Regions from separate parts of the Mus musculus genome. Here region 2 is linked to region 1. The links are chromatin contacts, called in public Hi-C maps. All regions are on one chromosome and are shown on one strand. The core of a region is the stretch at or near the end of the contact, and the rest is flanking DNA. Distances in the headings are between cores, read along the strand shown. Region 1 overlaps Adk (adenosine kinase). Region 2 overlaps Adk (adenosine kinase).

Region 1 (4,840 bases), core at 112-2,611:
TGATATGGTTGTATAGTAATTATCAATATTTTCTAAAACTGATGGGCGATTGTGTTTCCTTTGTTAAGTCAACCAAGAATTATATTTTGTAAAAATATACTATTGGCTCAGACTCAGTTGAAACAATGTGGCTTATTATCAACAATAAGCAGATTCTTTAAAGTCAAATGCCTTATTTATTCACTTTTTAAAGGCATGTACATATTTTTACTCTTGGATATAATCAGTGGCTTTTTAATGCTTAGTGCTCTGCTAAAGAGCTTCTGTAATTTCATTTTATTTCATCTGTCAAGGTTAGTGATCGTGATGGTTTTAAGGTACCCTCTAGCCTTTTCCCTCCCTCAGCTGAGCTGAATTGCGACTACTTTGTAGTAAGTTTGTTACACAGTCTGTAGACACTGGTGAGAATCAGTATGGCCACTGGCTTATTAGTTTCACAGATGCTTCCATAATACTTAGTGCACTCTTGGGTATATTAAATTATCATATCGTGACAGCAGTCCTGAAACATGCCAGTCTTATAAAGCCGCATTTCTGAGAGTTAGAGCCAGGCTTCAGTGAACCATAGCTGACATGCCATGTTAATTTCCATAACTATCATTACCAGGGGTGGCAGTATTTCGAAGACATGAAAAATCTTAATAAATCTACCCAGTTAAAAAAAAAAATCACATTATGTTACCTTATCACAGGGTTTCTAATCACAAGGTCTGATTTTCTTCAGTCCCAATTGAATCGTTTCACAAGTAATGATAAGCATCTTTACTCTTATCATGGGTTATTAAATATTTACTTAAGTGTACAATATACCAAAACACAATATTTTGAATGTTCAGTTTTCTCAGTATGTACTGTTCACGCTGTGAATGAAAACCTCTTACCATCCCATACAGCATATTTACATATACAAATGATTTTGCCTTAAGTAGGAAAGACACAGCTGACAGATACATAGGTTAATTTGCTCTCTTAAATTGCAGCAAACTGTTCTGTGATTCTTTTGTGTGTTTGGGGCCATGTTGTAGAGAAAGAAATCATCAAGCAACATTTTAAGGACATTGGCCTTTTGTATCTAATCCTTAATAAACTTATATACCTCAAAATAGAATATTTCTTTGCAAATTCTTACCTTCAAATTATTAATAATGGAAGGAATGCATTTTTTTAATCCTGTAGCCCCCTCCCCCAGCACAGCTTTTAGATTGTAGATAAACTTCCCAGCTCAGTAATTAACTGAGCTCAGTCCTCGCACCCTGTATCATGTGATTTTTTTTTCCAGTGGAATACATTATTAGAGCACTTACACAGCCAGTCTAGCTGCAGCAGCCCAGGCGGCAACAGCAGTGCCATTTTTCACAAAGAAAATGTTGAACAGGAGCCAAGTGTTTGGTGGCAGTCTGTTGCTAGGAAATCAAGGTCCTGAGGCGATTAGTGACAAAGCAAGCAATAACAAGAAGGCAGAATTACAGATCTAAAAGAGAAAAAAGTGGTTGGTGTTATAATTACCCAAAGAAATCTGCACTCATTAAATTGGCTGTTTTTATGATTGACTTTAATTGGAGGTTAGCTCGGATATTTAGCTCCTTTCCCACCCCTTTAAACACACACAGGCACATAATCTGTAGAACTGCAGACTTGTTTTTCTAAGCATTGAGAGGAGCTTGCCCTGTAATTTGATCCCCACTGACAGATGCATTTTCTATGCTGCCATTTTGAATTAACCTATTGTAGAACAATTTTCTTCAGCCCTGTTGAATAAAACATCCAGTCTGATTACCTCCGACGGATCCGATAGAGTAAAAGAATGTACCTCGCACTGAAGTAGATTGTTTGCGTGGACTCTGCTGATTTTGAACTCTGCCAATAAGCACAATCATTTGTAATAAATTTTCAAAGAAATTTCTGGTGAAAAGGTAATGAGAGTCACCCTTTTATAATTTAATGTTTTGTACCCTGCAGCAAAATAATATTATTCTTGTAAAGCAGTGTTTTATTTCTAGCATGCTTCATGTGAGTTCAGGGAAAAAAATCTTTTATATTTAATATTTTAAGAATATAATTTTATTTTTATATACTCTAAAATGACCACCCTTCCTCCCCCACAAGCAATATTTTAATATTTAGGTTCAACATAATTCAAAGCACTTTATTTCGAGAAATAATTTTTATACATATTATGCTTAACCATAGTAATTTTTAAATTGACAAATTTCATCCTTTGTGATACTATCCTTGAAAGCCTTTATTTAAATTGTCTAGCATTTGATAGCGCACATTACTAAGAAGGCACCTAATCAGTTTGCCAGGTGTAGCAACAGAGGAAGACGACGCAGAACTTATTTACTTCTGAGAAGCCTGAAGAATAAAGTCCCAGTGCTCTGCAGGCTTCTAATCCAACCCTGGAACAGAAGAGCCAAGCACATTCTGTCTGACAATGCACACGCTGCTAATCAGACGCCAGTGCCAAGCTGTCTGCTTTGTTAAATACTCAGCTTCCTAGAGGCAGGAAGACAGCTGCTATAAGGATGATGAAATTTGGTAGTTCAATCTATTTTTGCTACCCTTGGGCTACCAAGATATTGTTAATTTAGACCACCCCAATTGGTACACTTTAGGGAGTTTTTTAAAGAGTTTGTAATTAAAATGATAAAACATCATTATTACATTGAAGACCTTCTGTAAGTTTTACATTTGGCAGATACCTACTGAGATAACCCCAGCATGTAATTTACAATGATGTAATGGCTGTAATTGCATTGTGGGAAAAAGAGGAGAGAAGAGAGGAGAGGAGAGGAGAGGAGAGGAGAGGAGAGGAGAGGAGAGGAGAGGAGAGGAGAGGAGAGGAGAGGGGGGAAGAGAGATCACTAGCTAGGCATAGGAGGTGAGTGCTAACATTAGAAGAGTTCTGAGATTTGCTTCTATTTCATTTAAATCTACTTTATCCCCAAATTGCCTCCCAATATTTGAATGTAGTGGCTGTAAACCTTGCAGCATGGTTTGTTGTTTTTGTTTTTTAAATAGATACGAACCTAGATACTACCACCAGGGGGAGAAGCTAAAAACCTGAAAGTCCTCAGCTGATTATGATACTGGCTGATTATGATAGAGGATTATACCTCTTAGAGGCACATAATTAATCACATCACCCAAATGATTCTGCCTTTGGGACATGACTCTGAGATTTTCTGTGAAGCACATAAACTTAACACACTACTAAATGTAAATAAAACGACAACTGTGTGCACTGGTCATGTATGGAAAGGGTGCGGGCGGTAGTGCAAGCCGGCAGCATGAATGCTGTGCCTTGTATCTGTCAGTCTAGTTGAGGAACTGTCCTTCAGACACTGAGTACACAAGATGTGTGAAAATGAGCTGCTGCTATTGGGACTCATCTGTTAGGAACTAATGTCCACAAAATCACTGGAGCCGAGTTGAGTAGTGTCTAAGGTGGTTGTCTATTTTTTGTCACCATAGTATGGTTTCATTTTTAGTATTCCCTCTAAAAAACAAAAAAAATAATCTAATCCCTGATTTTTTTTTAAAGCAAAGTTTGTGGTTTTTGCCCTGGAAAAAGTAGTTGCAAAAACCTAGTTGCTGGTGTTGGGATCCAACTCTACTGCTGCTCAACAATGTCGAAATTGTTGTCCTGCTGCGGGGAATGGAAGATCACTGAAGAGCAGCGGCTAACTCCGGGTTTTCTGTGCCTGTCCTTGCACCTGAGACTACACACTTATTTTTATAAACCCTAAATGCTAATTAGCTTTTTAAACAGTAATTTTCCTCTGTCTACCACATAAGGAATATCTATCTTAGAATTTTAAGTTTTACTCAGCAGAGAGTCTTTTTGTATTTTGTTTGTTTGTTTTTTGAGCATGTATAGCAGAACTTTATTTTCTTTTACTTTTTTTTTAATTTATAAATCCCATTTATTTCTCACACAATAGTAAGGGATACACATTTTCATTAGCCTAAACTAAAAAGAAATTTCTACTCTTTAGTAAATGACGGACCCCCATTTACCTTTATATGATTGAAAGTCAGAACTGTGATGAACTACAACACAGTACCATGTGGTCTTATTGGTTTGGTAAATAAACTACTCTAATTTAAATCTTAAAAGAAAAACAATGCTTATCCATTTCATTGTTTGCTTTGCTTTTCTTTCTTTTTTTAATTAGATATTTTCTTTATATACATTTCAAATGCTATCCCGAAGGTTCCCTATACCCTCCCCCTGCCCTGCTTCCCTAACCCCAATCCCACTTGTTGACCCTGGCATTCCCCTGTACTGGGGCATATAAAGTTTGCAATACCCAGTGGGAAGAGAGGCCCCTTGGTATTTTTGTAAGTGACAAATAATAGAAATGGTTTGACTGTGGCAGGCAGCCATTAACGGGAGGACACTGTTCTGGGTGGTGCTGTGTAAGTAGGCACATGATTTACTGGAGTTGCTAGAGCTGCACACAGGGACCTGAAATCTGATGTGTGCATCTCGGGGTAGCCTACAGATGATATTGAACATATCTAATTACATTGCACATGTGTGACATAGTCTCATTCAAGAGTGGCAGAAAAGGAGCTAGCCTAAGTAATTTTTAAAAAGAGAAGAAAAGAGAAAAGAAAAGAAAAGAAAAGAAAGTGTTTGCACTAGAAAAAAGCTAAATTTTAAAAAAGAATAATCTATAAACACTGTGTTCTAGTTAGTAAACTTGTTTCCTTTTGAGTTGGAAATTCATAATTCTTAACCTACTCTGGGTGTGTGCTGGGGTGAAGTAAATGGATGTTGGAAGGTGAAAGCCAAATTTCTTGCTGTTATAAAAGGACTGTAAATCACAGATAA
Region 2 (4,803 bases), core at 2,032-4,531, 190 kb after region 1:
TTTCCCTCCAAAATTCAAGTGTTGCTAGTACAATAATATTAAGAGGTTGGGCCTTAATGGCTGAATCGATAGATCATTAATAGAACTAAAGAGGGTTAGGGGCTATAGTTGTAGCTCAGTAATACAGTGTCTCCCAAGCATGTGTGAGGTTCTGGGTTCAATCCCCAAAGCGGCATTATCATAATAATAATAGATTAAAAAGAGGCTCCCACAAAGCTGTGGCTCTCCCCCTCCCCCCTCCTTCCTCTGTGTGAAGTAGGAGACAACCCTTACCTAACCAACTAGCAACAGCTTGATCTGGGACTCCCCATTTCTTCTATTAAACAAAATGACTATTATTTATCGACAATCTCATCTCAGGTATTCATTTATAATACAAACAGGCAAAAAACAAGAGTCTATGGACAAATAATTTTTGAGTGGTAATTTAACATCACTAAGCCCCATTTTTTTTGCAACTATAGAAATAAAGATGAGTATCTACCTTGTTTGTGTTTTTCTGAAAGTCAAATGAAATGATGTTTACAAAGCCTAGTGCCTGAGCCCCAGAGAGGATTACCTGTTAACCTGTTAACCTGTTAACCTGTTATAAGAGGAATCTCCAGCCAGAGCCAGAGCTGGAGGTCTTCACTGAATGGAACCAGATGGAAACTGTAGACCTGGGCCAGCATCAGGCTGCTATGAGCACATCCTCATTAGATGAAGCTATTGGGTGGGCAGCTTGCATATCTGCTAACAGTCTCTTTCCCACCAGCCTCCTGGATGACTTTGCATCCATCCTGGATTCTAGAAGAGCACTGGGTTATCCACCGGGTTCTTAGGACTGCTGTCACAAGGTCTGCACGGACCATAAGTTCTTTGTCCTTGCTTGGTCTAACAGGTGATGAAGTTGATTGGCCTGCAGAGAACTTTTCACTGACCTCCAGTAGTGGTGCTGCGAAGGAAGGCTCTATAAATAGATCTATTTGCATACTTTATCATGCTTTCTCTTCTAGATGGCTTTCAAGTATTCCCTACAAGATGATCCGTGTTTTCCCTGACTGCTGCTTCCTAACTGATCCACATTCACTCTGTCCTATACTCCACTCCATTTTCTTATAGCCAAAATAATAAGTTTAGAGAGAAATTCAGTTGTTTCTCTCATGGTTCTATGGACAGTGGCTCCATATTGGTTTGACACAATGGTCTAATAGAACTCTGTGACCTTCTTCCCTGTCTCTTCCCCTAATCTTAGCTGCAAGCTCTGTGTATACCGCTCTTCTTTCTGGCCTTAAATACTTTGCACAATTGAACTATAAACGGGAACTCAGAGTAGGTCTGTGGTGGGCATGTGTGATACAGAAGCCACTGTTCCAAGCACAGCGCTCTAAGAAGCATCCTAGGATGCTCCAGGGGCCTCTGCTGAATCTCTCTGGTAACATTTTCTCTTTACTTCTGCCAAAATCGCCTAACTGGAGGTCCTATAATCAGAGCGCAGCAGTATGAGACCATATCACAGCACAAACCTTCAAATGCTCTCCTTGTTGCTTGGCTTGCCGTGCCTTCAATACCACTGATCTTATATTGTTCTCCAACATGGACTTTGCTCTAATGCTTCCCTATTTTCTTCTGTATATAATGTCCATCTCTCACAGCACCCACCAAGGCTCTGTTCATGACACCTCCTCCAGGAATCATTTCTTGATTTCTTCGGATACAGATTTTTTTTTCTCCTGAAGCAGAATAATCTAAGACACTCTATATTATCTATCTTTGAATTCTTTGGTATGTAGCCCAGTACCTAGATATCCAGATATACAACCTTTGCAAAACTAGAGCCTTTGAGTTACAGTCTCTCCTGCTATATGGCATCTTGGGTCTGGTGTCTACTGGTGCAGGAGATGAGAAGGTTAAGCAGGCGGGAGTATGCACCAAAGTTGACACTAAATGGCAGGCATCTTTGTGTTTGTTTGTTTGTTTGTTTGTTTTAAAGCAAGTTCCCCAGGCATAGTATTGTGTACCTTTAATTCTAACACCAGAACTCTGTGATCAGGGACACCCACAACCAGATACAAAGGAAAATCAGGGAAACTCAGTAGCCCAGACCAGCCTGGAGTTCACTATGTAACACTCAGCTACCACACCCAGCTTCTAAAGGGCAGGTGTCTTTTTTTAAAAGCAAAAGACTAAATTGACCTGGAAATGACAGAGAGCAATGTGTGTGTGCGCACATGTAGACAGGCTATTGCTTGCTAAAATATCGTATCGGGTTTGCTTTAATTGCATGGTGATGCCTTTAAGAACAAAGGTAATTACATGATAACTTGTGTTACTGCTCCCACATTATCTCTTAATAACTATGTAATTAACTTGTCACTACTGTACAATGTGAAGTTTGATATTACTTACATATAAAGAGCATCGATAACTTCAGTGAACAAGCTGGAGTGAGGCCAGGGACAGAGGCAGTGAGGAAATCACCACATCAGAGCAGTCAGGAAAGCAAAGGATTAATTAGATCGTTGGACCTGTCCAGAGGACTGAAACCAAAGCCACAGCCAACAGCTGCAGAGCTGGGGTTGAGTCATGTGACCTTCTGAAGCTACCGAGCCTGCAGCTGAGAGGATGCTGAGAAGGTTGAGGAGCCGCTGGGGTTGGGTACAGTGCAGAGGCCCTGCACTCTCTGCTGTTTGGAAGAGTTTCTCTTTAAGTAAACATGGGGGAGAGGGCTTGTTTGGTTGTGGTAGTTGAGACAGGATCTTACTATGTCTTCTAAGGTAGACTTGTCCCTGCCTCAGTCTTCTGGTGACTAGGATCACAAGCCAGCACCACTAGGCCTGAATCAACATTAAAAACAATAATAAAGGGAAAATCAGCCAGATGAGGAGGCAGGCACCTGTAAGCCCTTGGGAAGACCAGGGATCCAAAGCTATCTCAGCCAGAGACAGACAGACAGAGTCACACAGACAGACAGACAGAGACAGAAAGAGACAGAGAGAGGCAGAGACACACAGACAGATAGACAGACAGAGAGAGACAGAGAGAGGGAGAGTCAGAGTCACACAGACAGAGACAGACAGAGAGACAGAGATACAGAGAGAGACAGAGACAGAACATACCTAGGACCAACTAGGGCCATGTGAGATACTGTCTAAAACAGAGAGGAAGACATTTCTCATCTCGTTTCACCAGCATCTTGAGTTTGTGTGTGTGTCATACATGGCAAAGATGTGCAGCCCCAGAAACTCTGATTCACTGCTGGTGAAAATGAAAACTAGGATGGCCACTTGGGAATACAGTCTGGCAGTTCCTTACACACTACACATATGCTTACCATATGATCCAGCAATTGTGTTCCTTGGCTGCCCAAATGAGCTGAAAACTTATGTCTGCACAAAAACCTGTACACAAATGTGTATAGCAGTTTTACCCATAAATGACAAGACTAAGAAGCAACCAGCATGCTCTTCAGCCTGTAGGTAAATGAGTACGCAAGCCATGGTCTATGCTACTCAATATGACCAAGCCAGTAAGAGGTGGTAAATGGGGCTGCAGTGATAAGTCACTGGTTAAGAGCACTGGACACTCTTGCATAGGACCCAAGTTTGATGGCACTTCACAACCCTCCATGATTCCTGGACCAGGGGATCTGATTCCCTCTTCCGGCCTCCAAGGGCACCAGGCACATGGCAAATAACTATACACACGGGCAATAACACGGTACACATAAAAATAAATTTTCCAAAAGAAGAAATAAGTGAATGGGGCTGACAAAGTGGCTCACTGTGTAAAGGTGCCTGCCGTGGGGCCTCTGAGTTCAATACCCAGATCCATATGGTCCAAGGGGAGAACTGACTCCAGCAAATTGTCCTCTAACCTCCACATACTCGCCATGGCACAACACACTTAATGTAAAAAAATATATTTGTAAAGTAGTCAGTTTTATGTTACATATATTTTTCAAGGTGCAGGCATCTTAGAAGCTTGGTATGGTGCACATGCCTTCAATCCCAGCGCTAGGGAGGCAGAAGTAAGTGGATCACACTGAGTTGGAGGCCAGCCTGCTCTACATAGGTTGTTCCAAACCAGCCAGAGCTACACAGTAAGGCCCAATCTGAGGGCTGGGAGGGGGGCGCTTAGGCTGTTAATTCATTCACATTATAAAGGAATTCCCTCTCATTTTTAAATATAAATATGAACATTAGGTAAATTTATACATTCTTTATGATTAATAAAGACTACTTCGTGAAGGCCCCACCTCTAATTGATTATGCACTATCTGTAGTTCATCTTTGCTAGGTTTTAAGAATAGATTATTGAAAAGCTGAGACTCTGCAGGGTCCAAAGGTCTTCGCTTTTGTTGGCATCCAGGTTTTCCTTGTCAGAGTAAATGGGACTTCAGTGCACAGCCACGCATCCGTCAGCTGGCTCTCCTCTCAGAAGGAGGGTGCCAGCACTTAGCCTCACAGAATGTTCCACAACATGAGCTTTTCTCACAAAGATCATGGCAGGAAGAATGAGGAAAACAGATGTTGCTCATAAGGGTTCTAATAGATGTGTTTCCATTGTAAGCTGATCGCACTCTGAACCTGGCGTCTGCCCCATTCGCTGTGTGGGCTGAACATTTCAGTCTCAGAGTTTGGCAGAAAGTTTATACTGACCTTTGCCTGTTACCTGTAAACCGTGAAAAAAAATACTCTTGAGAGAATGAGTTCACATTCTTCCAAAGGCATCATTCTATTAGCCAAATTAATTCTCTTCTGTAATTGGGCAAACATTTTATCACCTACGGAGCATTTCCCAGGCCTGGCCAGGGAAAAGAGG

What was found. Hi-C and Micro-C count contacts between places; a contact is called where the count stands out from the background.
Region 2: a Hi-C map of the N1E-115 cell line shows a contact between it and region 1, with 4 times the contacts expected there. The contact joins two enhancer-like sites. A contact is called at or near these places in 1 of 484 Hi-C or Micro-C datasets (the N1E-115 cell line) and 2 of 115 datasets of contacts at active chromatin or transcription factors (astrocytes and embryonic basal ganglia).

What each region holds. Positions count from the first base shown.
Region 1 is chr14:21,251,085-21,255,924 of GRCm38.p6, forward strand. All of the region lies in intron 6 of Adk (adenosine kinase), which reads left to right. Among named protein-coding and RNA genes, the nearest start is that of Gm52152, 170 kb to the right of the region's middle. Within about 2 kb of position 1,362, at least 99 of the 459 cell types and tissues checked have an H3K27ac peak or open chromatin away from gene starts, as enhancers often do. A contact at or near this core is called in the N1E-115 cell line, where this site is marked.
Region 2 is chr14:21,437,455-21,442,257 of GRCm38.p6, forward strand. All of the region lies in intron 10 of Adk (adenosine kinase), which reads left to right. Among named protein-coding and RNA genes, the nearest start is that of Gm52152, 21 kb to the left of the region's middle. Within about 2 kb of position 3,282, at least 46 of the 459 cell types and tissues checked have an H3K27ac peak or open chromatin away from gene starts, as enhancers often do. A contact at or near this core is called in the N1E-115 cell line, where this site is marked.